4 separate regions of the Mus musculus genome follow, and regions 1, 3 and 4 are each linked to region 2. Evidence: chromatin contacts called from public HiChIP or PLAC-seq and promoter capture Hi-C data. All regions are on one chromosome and are shown on one strand. The core of a region is the stretch at or near the end of the contact, and the rest is flanking DNA. Distances in the headings are between cores, read along the strand shown. Region 1 overlaps Eya4 (EYA transcriptional coactivator and phosphatase 4). Region 2 holds the start of Eya4 (EYA transcriptional coactivator and phosphatase 4). Region 3 has its middle 11 kb from the start of Gm47843. Region 4 overlaps Eya4 (EYA transcriptional coactivator and phosphatase 4).

Region 1 (2,700 bases), core at 159-2,658, 210 kb after region 2:
GTCATGTATTCACACAACCTGATTTTAAGTCTCAGGCTTCCATGCAGTCCTCTTGATGCTTCAGCCTCAGGGTCTTTTTGTTCACACCAAGTTCAATGACACTTCCCTTTTCTCCTTTGATAACAGACATCCTATAAAGTGTGAGTTTCAGTATATAGTTTGAACTTGCGTTTCTCTAATTACCACTGCTATTTTCATACACTGATTGACCATCTCTATGTCTTCTTCTGAGAACCAGCTGCTCTGGCCGTTGCTTCTGTCTTCAATCAGGTTATTTCATTTTCTTTCCACTGGGTGGTTTGGGTTCCATATATGTCTTAGATATGTCACATGCATGACTTCCCAACATATTCTTTCATTCTGGTGAGTTGTTAGAGGTCTTTCTTGATCAGGAGAAACTATTTCTATTTGGAGGAGGAACTATTAGCCTGGTGGTTATAGCAGAAATTCTGGAATCACATTGACATCACCAAATATCAGCTGATTGTTGTTGCCTAATTAAGTATATTGTGTTGCCAGTTTCTCCATAGTTATAAGATAATAAGGGCATAGTTCTGTGTTAGCTGGGAATTGGGTTTAATTCTCTGTCTATGTCTCTCTCACTCATTCTCACTCTCTCATACACACAATGTTCACAATAAACACCTACAAATCAGAAAAAAATGGCAAATTTTAAATAGATGAAAACATGTTCCTCATTATTACTTTTCAAGAAAATTTTATTTCAAATAATAACTTATCACCATGTATCCACAAAGGTTGAAATAAGGATTAACAGTACCAAGGACTAACAAGAACTATGGGGGATGGTGATACTCATGAGACAGTAGGTCAGTAATTCCTCTATGAAGATCTGCGTCTGTACCAGATGGCTGTACCCCTCCACTGACCCAGCAATACCAGTGCTGAGTAGATACTCAACAGGGAGAGATCTCACTGGCACACACTCAATACATAATATTTATAATTATAATTTATAGTCACCTAACCATGTGACTCACCTAAATGGCAATCAGCAGAAAGAAAGAGTAAGACATGTGTCTTTGAGAGAGTCCTAGACAAATTAAGCAAAGAAGAAACAAACATTCTGAGTTCTCACCAACATAATGAGGTGTAGATGGTGTTTTGATTTTTCATTTTAAAGGGCAGTGCATGCTGTAAACTAAAAGTTTAATAAAAATAAGGCTATCCTTCAGAATTTTCTTCTAAATGCCTGCTTTACTCTCATGGAGAACACTTTTGCCCATGATTTTCTTCTGTATTCTTTGGGTATCTTTAAGATCCTTAACTAACTGGCAAAGAACCACTGAGAACAGATTCTCCTGTGTTTAGAAACCCACACACTTCCTGTGGCCCCATTTTTTCCCTTCAACACTGTGATAGCTGCTGAATCTCAGGTTTAAATAGCTGACTTGTTCCTGCCAGATTCCTTAGTGCTGACATAGGCTGCTGCTAGCCATCCTATCTGTAACTTAAGACAGCGATTGGAAGTTTGCAATTTTCTTGTCTTTCCATTCTTGCACTGCTACCCAAAGTAAAAGGCTACGTGTGTGTGTGTGTGTGTGTGTGTGTGTGAGAGAGAGAGAGAGAGAGAGAGAGAGAGACAGAGACAGAGACAGAGAGAGACAGAGAGACAGAGAGACATAAGAGAGACAGAGACAGAGAGACAGAGAGAGAGACAGAGAGAGAGAGAGAGAGAAGATCACCTTAAAATTGATCTGCAAAAACCATAAAGACATGTATCACACAACCACCTGGTATACCAGCACTTGAAAAGCAGGAGTTCTGTGTCATCCTTGGCTATGTAAGGAGTTTGAAGCGAGCATGAAATCTAGTCTCAAGAAAAAAAGCCAAATAAATAAGAAAAAAGAACAACAAATGTGTGTGTGTGTGTGTGTGTGTGCAAAAAGAGAGAGATTTCATAAATGCCACACCAAAAAAGTTTTGTTTAAGCTTATTTTTTAAAGTAAGAGTTAGTTTGAGGCTGGAACGATGTCTCAGTGGTAAAGAGCACGCCCTGCTCTTGCAAAGGACCTGAGATTGGTTCTCAGCATCCATGTCTGGAGGCTCACAGACAGCTATAACTTCAGGTCAGGGGATCCAGTGTAATCTTCTGGCATTCACGGACACACATAGTTTACATGTGCACATACACATACCTACCTACACACATATACGCATACACATAAATAAAAATAAAATTTTGAGGTATGAATGAATTTGAATCGTGTTATTTAAAGAAAGGTATTAGATTAGCATGACTTATTAACCCAAGGGAATTTTTGTCCCAGTATCCAGTATAAGAGTGGAAAGCAGAGAAGGGTGTGTGTAGTGTTACTTAGAAGTTCAAATATCTAAATCCTATTCAAATAAGCTGGAACGTAAGCTGCAGCAAGGTAAGGCTGTGTTCAAACTTGTAGTTAAAGCATTTTATCAGTGTGCTGTCCACCCTGTCTGTGGTGGCAGTGGCAGTGGCAGTGGCAGGGAAACCAGGAGCCGTGCTGGCACTGCTTTAAGAGCAAACAACATTTACAGTAAGATGTGTTTTTATATCGTTACTTTATTTTTTACTGAAACGAGATTTTTTTCATAAAATATATCCTGATCATAGTTTCCCTCCTCCAGCTCCTCCCAGGTCCTCACCTTCTCCCCACTCACCCAAACCCACATGCTTTGTGCTCTCTCTCTCTCTCTCTCTCT
Region 2 (2,700 bases), core at 72-2,571:
GAAATTAATTAAACAAACACGCGTGAACCACAAGTGAGCAGTACAGCAACTGACAATAAATTCAAAATGAGTTGATACACATTATCAAAGTATCAGGACAGATGTTACTGATGGAGACAATGGGCTTTAGGGAAAGGTGGGGTTATATGGGAGTAATATTTGGGGATTGTCTTTGCTTTGGTCCAAGAGTGTGATATTTATATTTGTCTGTGAAATATGAAATCCAATGTAGGTACAAAAGACATCAACAGAAGGCATAGGCTCAAAATGCCATTTCAGCAGTGTGCCCTGAGCAGTTCTGACTGGCCTTTGGAAGTCACTGCAGTCTGACCTTTGGGCGCCTGGGAGGGGCGCCTATAGCTGCGCCCGGCCTGGAAGGGGCCCAGGCACTTCCCAGTGCTGCCCGTCTGCACGCTGCTAACTCCTTCATCGCTTCCATCTCCAGGAAAAAGCTCTTTCCTAAATCCAGAGCAAGCTTTGGGCTGGTGTCAGTTGGCGTTTAACTTTGTTGCAAGTGGACTAGAGTCCCTTCTGCCTCCTCTCTTGGGGTAAGTGGCAAGGAGTCCGACTGAGGGCCTGTAGCTCGCACAGGGTAGTTAGGGGACCGCCGCCCAGAAGCAGGTGGGGGACCGAGGAGCCCGGTGGCGGGCTGGTCCCTTCAGTCTAAAGGCCTCGGTGGCCAGCGCCAGGCGGGGTGGGGGCGGGGTGAGGCGGCGCAGAGGGCGCGGAGATTACCGCGGCGCCACCAGAGACGCGCAGAGCCGGGGAGCCCCGGAGGTCCCCCCACGCGAGACCTCAAAAAAGAAAAAAAAAGCCGATGATAACAGGCAGTTTCCAGAGATCGAATAAAAAGAGAGGGCTTCTGCGCCCGCCAAGATCTCCTGCTCTTCCGGCGGCCTGCCGGGAGGCCCCCAGCGGCCACCCTAGCCCCAGGACGCAGGCGGCGACGTCCCCCCCCAACCCCCCCACATCCCGCCTCCTGCCTCTAGGCTCCAGCTCCGCGCGCTAGGGAGAGGCTGCCCGCGGCGCGGCGCACGCTCCGGCGGCTCCCGGCTTGCGCGCAAACCTTTCCCGGTCGGCGCCCTAGAGAGGGGACTGAGCGGCGGGGACCTGCGGAGGGACGCCCGGCCACCCGGCGCGCGCGCGCTTTCTCTTTTCTTCTGCTCGCTAACGCCGCTCGGCTGCTCGGACTTTGGTTCGGCTCCTTTCGTCCTCCCCCCCCCCCCCTCGCAGCCGGCTCCCCCACCCCGCCCTGTTTCTCCCCCACTTGTGTAAGCTATTTGTTGGGGGTGGCCGAAAGGGATGTCCTGTTTTTACCAGAGACACAGCGCGAAGGGAAAACTTAGACACTGGAAGGAAAGCGAGTAAATACGTAGATCGGACCCGCAGATCACTGGCTGGGACAGACAATTGAACTTCGGGAGTCCAAGGCGGTCCGGGCCGCCAGAGGTGAGTGTCCTCTCTTCATCCGACCCGGTTTTTGAAGTCCAATGGAGGGGGGAGGTGTGTCCAGATTTGGATGATTCCCCCAAACTGTCCCCTAGAAAGTGCTAGCTAGACACTTTGTAGTGCGTGAATGGGGATCTGGGGATGGAGGTCGCGCGCAGGGAGAGTGTGTGAGCCTCGGAGTTCTCCCCGATGATCCAACAGCAGTGTCCCATGGCCAGGGTCCCTAGGACCTCAGTGGTACGCTCGCCCAGGAAGACCCTCAACGACCTGGTCCCCAGTAACCCCTCTTGTCTAGCGCCACAGGACCTGAGTGAGTCTCGCGTCGTCCCCGGGTGCGGATCCTACCTGCCTGCACCCTGTTCCCTGTCGCCCGGGAAGCTTACACCAGACTCTTCCCACTCCCACCCGGTGACATTTAATACTTTGTGATGACCTGCTACGTGGAGTAAGGGTGCTGCCTCACTCAGTGTCCCTTGGAGAGCCGTGGGCGCCTGGGTTTGCGTGAGGCCGGGAGCGCGTGTACCCAGAGGCCAAGCCCTGGTCTCCAGGTACCGGTCGCAGTCTAAACAGGGGGGGGGGGTCACTTTAATGGTTTTTACGTGGCGTGGACGAATGTCTCTTGCAGTGTGCCAGGGTCTGTGAAATTAGAGGCGCCTTGTCAGAGGAGTCGCGTTCATTGGCTCCAGGAGCGGATGCTGAGGAGCAATTCTAACTTCTCCAAAGCCAAGGACCAGGCTGGGGCGAGCAGGTTTCTCTCAGAGCTCACTGGATCTGGGGTGGCCTTGGCACTCTAAACGCTTGTAGAGCTTGGTCATCTGTGACTGGGAGACAGACTGTGTGAGCCCGTTTCGTTTTGCAAGCCACAGCAACCCCAAACTTTTCATTTTATTTTTCTATTAGCACTAAATTCTTTTCCTTTTTTCTTTGTATTCGAGATTCGCAATCTCTCTGAAAGAAACAAGGAGGTTTTGACTGAGCCTGGTGGCAGAGCGGTGGCAAAACTAAGGGAGTGCAGTTTGATTTTTGCCACCGTCCCCTTGTTTGGGATGTTAGCGCCTCAGCTCACATCTTTCAAGTTCCTGGGAGACTAACGGGGTTTGCGGTTTGGGTGGGATCGGCGTGGCCTTCTCCTTTTCTCCCGGACAACGCAGGGACCATTCAGGGAGCCTCCTGAACTCGAGGGCCCCCGTGGAAGGCGCGCATCCCCGCGCGGGGACAACCTAGGTGGCGGCTCACCAAGCGCGTGGCGTG
Region 3 (2,700 bases), core at 76-2,575, 210 kb before region 2:
TGAAGATAGGGTGCTGGGGATATAGAGCAAGGGTCAGGGTGCTGGGAACAACACAGCAACTATCATGTAGCCGAAGAGAAGTGGAGACCCCATGGCTTGCAAAAGTGAGAAAACATGGAGATGTGACAAGGAAGTGATCCTACCGCTTACTGGTCATGTTTCCTGGCCATCCATGATGTCTGGGTGATAAATCCCTACATTTCAGGGTTGTCAGGCTTCTACTTTTTGCCTTGCCTTTTGTGAGTAAGAATTACCACAATTCCCCTGGATTTCTGCAGCCATCACTCTCCCTGTTCAATACCCCGAGTCAAGTTCTTCCTCCTCGTGGAGCATTCCAGAGCAGCCAGAGGCCCCCGGAGGCCCCTGTACCACACTTTGGAGGAGTTCTGGCTGCAATGATGCATGAGAAGGAAATAAAATACAGTATATCAAATACTTGTGCTCACTTAGCACATCCAAATGGTGACAGTTACAAGGGAAAAACACGGAAAACCCAAGTAATACAATACACCAGCCTTAAATATTACATCATATTTCAGGAAAGGCTGGTGCGTTTTTGTGATGTATGGGATGTATCTTACTTAAGTGATTTCTTGGCCCTTGGTATTTGAGCTGTGGTATGCCATAGTAGACAAATGAAAATATAACACACTCTTGATTATATCAGAAAAGTGAGCAACAACTTTCCTTCTATTTTGTGAAAGCAATCTCTATACTGCTTCATTTGTTATGTGTGTGTGGTGGTGGTGGTGGTGGGGAAACATTTCTATACAAACTCTGAGGTCATTCAGTTCAATCACCGGGGACTTTTGTAACGAAAATGCTTTTAAGGGTCTAATTCCACAATATCTGTTTTCTACCATTTGATTTTGTCTAGAACATTAATAGAATTAACAACTAAATTGGTCTCCTTTTTCCCCTCAGTGGTAGCAATGAAGTAGTAAATATTTTAATGAAAATGTGTCAAATCTCTTCACTGGACACATTGAGGTATGGATTAACTTTCAACAATGAATTTTAGTCTCTGAGGGTAGACACATGGACTTTTCAAGAAAGAAGACCTATGTGATAGTGTGACTTCACAATGAGACAGAATTATAACAAGTATGTAAGTAGCCCAGTTATTTGTGATTTTGTTAGTGGTCCTCTATGACTGAACTGTCTGCTCTTCTAGTCTCTTACTGGAGCCTAAACCCCAGTGATTTGGAAACGAAGCCACAAGAATGGCCTCTTCAGATGAAAAGATTAATGTTGGAGCAAGGAGAGACCGTCCTCCTCTACAAATGAGCACCAAGCAAAGGCTGTTGTGACCACACATGGCCAGAGGTGACACTCAAATCAAGAAGGGATCCTTCACAAGAGGCAAACTCTGCCAGACCTCAGTCTTGGATTTCTAGACTAGAACAAACTGTGATAACACACTCATTTTGTTTAAGCTCCTCAGGCTGGTGTTTCATTAAAGCAGACCCAACTTAATGTAGTGGCTGAAGAAGGGTCCCGGGAGCTGGTAGAATCGTGCCTCAAGTTGAATTTTAGAGGGACCTTATTCCAAAACACTTTGACACGATGAAGTATTTTCACTGTCTAATTTTTATTTCAAAGTGTTTCTTTTAAAATGTCCAAAATGTCTCTAGTATAGATGCTGCTATATAATCGCAGAGAAATGAGTGATTTACAATGGAATGGTTGCAGTCTGTTTTCTGGTTTTTCATTGAGAAAGGCATAGTATCCGGATATTATAATAGAGGGCTATGAAGGCTCAGAGTTGTTCTGCATGTGGAAGGTTTTTAGCAACGCTTTGGCTACATCTCCATAAGGAATCCAAGCTGAAGAGCCCGACATAATGTTTTTCATTTTCTAGAATTCAATAGAAGAAGATAAGCTTTGAGAACTGGTGAAACCATTTCAAATCCTCAATTGCACGATTTGTTCTTCAGACTGCTAATCATTTATTTCAACCTTAATGTCATTGGCTTACTTATTAGCTAATTTCACTTCCACATATCTCCTGAGTAATGAAATGTCTCTCTCCTCTCCAACTTAACTTCCACCCATCCATTAGCACATGAGTGTCTACCTGTCTATCCAATGAGTCTGTGTCTGTGATACGTTTCCCTGACCAATTCCGTGGAACTTTCTAATTCCTATCTATGACCTGGTAAATCATTTTCCTTTTCTACAGTAAATAGAAATCTTGAAAACTAAGTGCAGATTATTGAGTGGCCGCATAGCCCAGAGAGTATGACAAATGATACAATATTTAAAGGAATAACAAAATGTGGCCACTTTTGTTTGCTTCTGGGAAACTGGAATTTTGCCTAGATTTTAAATATTAGATCCATTATCCACATTGAAATATTTGCCAAAGTATTGATTTTCTGAGAATGCACCGATACCTCTAGGCTTGTGTTCAAGGCAGAAAAGATCTGGAATCTCTCTTTGTGAGGAGGGAAGGACCTCTTGTGCACTGGCTGTGACCAATCAAGTTCTGCTTGATGCCAAAAAATTAAACACAGTGAGGCCAGACCTTGTCAGCAATGAGTTGATTGCTTTAAATAAGGGAGATTTCCTGAATGTTTAAATTGAAACTTCGACTTTGATTAAAGCAAAGCAAAGGGCCAGGATGGCTTCCTAACTATTTAGTTCCTAAAATTCCTGTGAGGTCTGGAGATGACAAATTCAATTCTGATGTGCCGTGCT
Region 4 (2,700 bases), core at 15-2,514, 150 kb after region 2:
GTGTTGTCTTGTGCAGTGGGCACTAGCTACACTCAACCAATGAGCGACTGAGCTGAGACTAGCACACTGAGAAGCAAGCCGATTCCTTCGTTTTCACCGTCTTACACCAGTGCAGCCACAGGTAGCTAAGGTTTGCTGTACAGCACAGGACAACCATGCAGAGAGCCTGTGGGAGACCAGGGAAGCTCACACCAGCATCTCTACTCTGTAAAATTATTTATACACCATGCCAGTAGTAAGACTGGATGGGTATTTCTGCTTTTCTGCTCCTGTTGTTTTGCTCAGTACCTTTTTCTACATCAAAGAGCCACCTGCCTAGATATGACACTGCAGTCAATGGGCTGGGCTCCCTAGATCCACTAACAATCCAAGAGTGCCCCTCGTCATGTGCATAGGCTAATCTGATGGAGACAGTCAGTTGACATTAATGACTAATTCGGTTATTTCAACATCTTGGCAGTTATGACTAGTGCCTCAGCAAATGTGGGGGCTGTAGATTCTTCCACAACACGCTGGCTTCATCCCTTGGCGAGTGATCCAGACTTCAGGATTTCTGTGCCAGCAGGAGCTAAGCTTTCTTGTATGTAACCTGACAGCTACACAGAGAGATCTAAGAATCATGGAGCCACCAATTCTATTGCACTCACAATTAAACCCAGGTTGAGAAGGGATTTCACAAGATCAAAGTGGAGCTAGTGAAGGTGAACTTTTTCTTTTTTTTTTTTTCTTTTTTTTACTACTTACCAAATTGCTCTTCACTGGAAGTGATACACACACACACACACACACACACACACACACACACACACTTGCTCTCGTGCGTGAGCACACGCAGTCAAAACCAGCATCAAACCCCTTGACAACAGAACTCAAATTAACCCTCAATCACACACATATGGGGAGAAGGAACTTGGCTCTGACGAAGGCTGTGACTAATTCTCATGTCACGACTAACGAGAGTAATTAGGGGGCGTTAGGCAATGTCACAAAGGTTTTAGTTGTGCAAAATGATCAGACTTCCTAGAAACAAATGAGACTGCTTAATGTTAAGTGTACACCATTTGAGAATGGGCTGCCTAATCTTTCAAAAGTGGAGCTAGTGAATTAAAGGAACTTCCCCAAACCTCCACCCAGCACATGGTAAGTTCATGCCCAAAGTCCATCACTTTGATTCTCAGCTTTCCCATGACTTCAGGATGCCTCTGTGATGCAACCCTGCCGAGCCCGTCTGTAACTAAAATCCTGCTAAGATTTACCCAGTCTTATATGCAGAATCCAGAAACCACACAGAAGTGTTTCTCTTCTTACCCTCACATGACTGTTCAGTCAGTCCATCTGCCATGTAACCACATGAAAGAATTCTCAACAAATCCAACTCATTATCCAAAGTGTTTGCAGAATCCCCCGAGGAGACAGACTCTGGGAGGAGAACTATCTTCACTACTTTACAAGTGAAATGTTGAGGAGAACATTTTTCCTCAAAAAGTCAGAGGAGTAATGACCTATCCACCACACAGGCCGGTAGCATGCACATTGTGTTGTTCTAGTAATACATTCCTAATTTGTGTCATAAATGCTTATTAGCAGGATCCAAACTACCAGCAGCAATGAAAACTACAGCATAAAGCTAGGAAAGGTACTTCTGGGAGCGTTTGTGTCATCCGTAAGTAAAAGCTCATCTTGATATCGTTTTCACGGTTAGTTCTTCATTTTGGTCAATGTATTTATTCCCTATCTCTACCTCCTTTGCAAAACCTCCAAAGAATGCTAGAGAAAACCAGGCAACCACAACATTTGATTTTCTGGCAATCTTCCCTTTGGAAAACAGACTTGAACTTCATGACAGACAGTAGTCTAGGAATGTTAAGAACACAGGAGAGACTTCAATAAGAAATAAGGGAAATTGGAAACAGAAAGAAAGAGAGAGAGAGAGAGAGAGAGAGAGAGAGAGAGAGAGAGAGAGAGAGAGAGAGAGAAAGAAAGAAAGAAAGAAAGAAAGAAAGAAAGAAAGAAAGAAAGAAAGAGGGAGGGAGGGAGGGAGGAAGGAAGGAAGGAAGGAAGGAAGGAAGGAAGGAAGGAAGGAAGAAAGGAAGGAAGGAAGGAAGGAAGGAAGGAAAGAAGAAAGAAAGGAGGGAAATAGTGAAAGAGAGGGGAAGAAAAAAAAGAAGAAAGCAGCTGTATTTCCATCCTTTTTTCAGGAAAAAAAAAAAAGGTATAACAAACACTGAAATCCCAAATTGGCTGAATGTGCAAAAAGTTCACTATTTGATTTACAAATTCCTAGTAGACTCCACTTAATTGAATCTAGGAAACTAAACCTACTGGAGCCGAGGAGGCTTCTGATTGCGTTTCACCTGGGTCAGAGAAGGTCTTTGGCTTGTTTAGGCATGGAGAGAAGGGCTGCTCTGGTAAAGCTGGCTGAACTCTGAGCTACTGGCAAAAGAAGGCTCTAGAGAAAGCAACAGCTAGTCTGTGCTTCCAAGTCTGGGGCTGCTCCAGACTGGCTACCTCTACCCCTTCCTCTCCTTCAACATCTAGTCCAGTCCTCTCTCAGCCTAGCACACACAGACTCTCTCTACAGGACTAAACTATCAACCTCTTGTGAGGAAAACCTTCCCTTTAGTTAGGAACTCTCTGCCCTGATTGCTTAGTAGTGCGGCTTCATTAAAACATGTGATAAAATGTGGGGGAGAAAGAGAA

Evidence for each region. Promoter capture Hi-C pulls out the DNA fragments that hold promoters and counts their contacts. HiChIP or PLAC-seq counts read pairs in DNA pulled down with a chosen protein or histone mark.
Region 1: a promoter capture Hi-C map of maxillary cranial neural crest shows a contact between it and region 2. The contact joins the enhancer-like site here to the promoter of Eya4 in region 2. A contact is called at or near these places in 8 of 39 promoter capture datasets (the 3T3-L1 cell line, 3T3-L1-derived adipocytes, cranial neural crest and 5 more), 1 of 484 Hi-C or Micro-C datasets (embryonic stem cells), 5 of 115 datasets of contacts at active chromatin or transcription factors (the NIH/3T3 cell line, craniofacial prominence, embryonic forebrain and 2 more) and 1 of 9 other capture datasets (adipose tissue).
Region 3: a contact with region 2 is called in an H3K4me3 HiChIP or PLAC-seq map of craniofacial prominence, with 3 times the contacts expected there. The contact joins the enhancer-like site here to the promoter of Eya4 in region 2. A contact is called at or near these places in 6 of 39 promoter capture datasets (the 3T3-L1 cell line, 3T3-L1-derived adipocytes, cranial neural crest and 2 more), 2 of 484 Hi-C or Micro-C datasets (both in embryonic fibroblasts), 4 of 115 datasets of contacts at active chromatin or transcription factors (craniofacial prominence, embryonic limb bud and embryonic stem cells) and 1 of 9 other capture datasets (adipose tissue).
Region 4: a contact with region 2 is called in an H3K27ac HiChIP or PLAC-seq map of vascular smooth muscle cells, with 4 times the contacts expected there. The contact joins the enhancer-like site here to the promoter of Eya4 in region 2. A contact is called at or near these places in 4 of 39 promoter capture datasets (the 3T3-L1 cell line, cranial neural crest and hippocampal neurons), 3 of 484 Hi-C or Micro-C datasets (cortical neurons, muscle stem cells and myocytes), 7 of 115 datasets of contacts at active chromatin or transcription factors (craniofacial prominence, differentiating embryonic stem cells, embryonic fibroblasts and 4 more) and 2 of 9 other capture datasets (adipose tissue and pancreatic islet).

Annotation. Positions count from the first base shown.
Region 1 is chr10:23,143,474-23,146,173 of GRCm38.p6, reverse strand. The region is part of intron 10 of Eya4 (EYA transcriptional coactivator and phosphatase 4); the gene reads left to right. Among named protein-coding and RNA genes, the nearest start is that of Gm24655, 22 kb to the left of the region's middle. Within about 2 kb of position 1,408, at least 9 of the 459 cell types and tissues checked have an H3K27ac peak or open chromatin away from gene starts, as enhancers often do.
Region 2 is chr10:23,348,511-23,351,210 of GRCm38.p6, reverse strand. Eya4 (EYA transcriptional coactivator and phosphatase 4) reads left to right here and starts at 1,321. Exons shown (of 19, transcript NM_001347372.1): 1 at 1,321-1,449.
Region 3 is chr10:23,562,471-23,565,170 of GRCm38.p6, reverse strand. No RefSeq gene overlaps it. Among named protein-coding and RNA genes, the nearest start is that of Gm47843, 11 kb to the left of the region's middle. Within about 2 kb of position 1,325, at least 6 of the 459 cell types and tissues checked have an H3K27ac peak or open chromatin away from gene starts, as enhancers often do. A contact at or near this core is called in craniofacial prominence and embryonic limb bud, where this site is marked.
Region 4 is chr10:23,201,870-23,204,569 of GRCm38.p6, reverse strand. The region is part of intron 3 of Eya4 (EYA transcriptional coactivator and phosphatase 4); the gene reads left to right. Among named protein-coding and RNA genes, the nearest start is that of Gm24655, 36 kb to the right of the region's middle. Within about 2 kb of position 1,264, at least 60 of the 459 cell types and tissues checked have an H3K27ac peak or open chromatin away from gene starts, as enhancers often do. A contact at or near this core is called in embryonic fibroblasts, muscle stem cells, myocytes and 1 more, where this site is marked.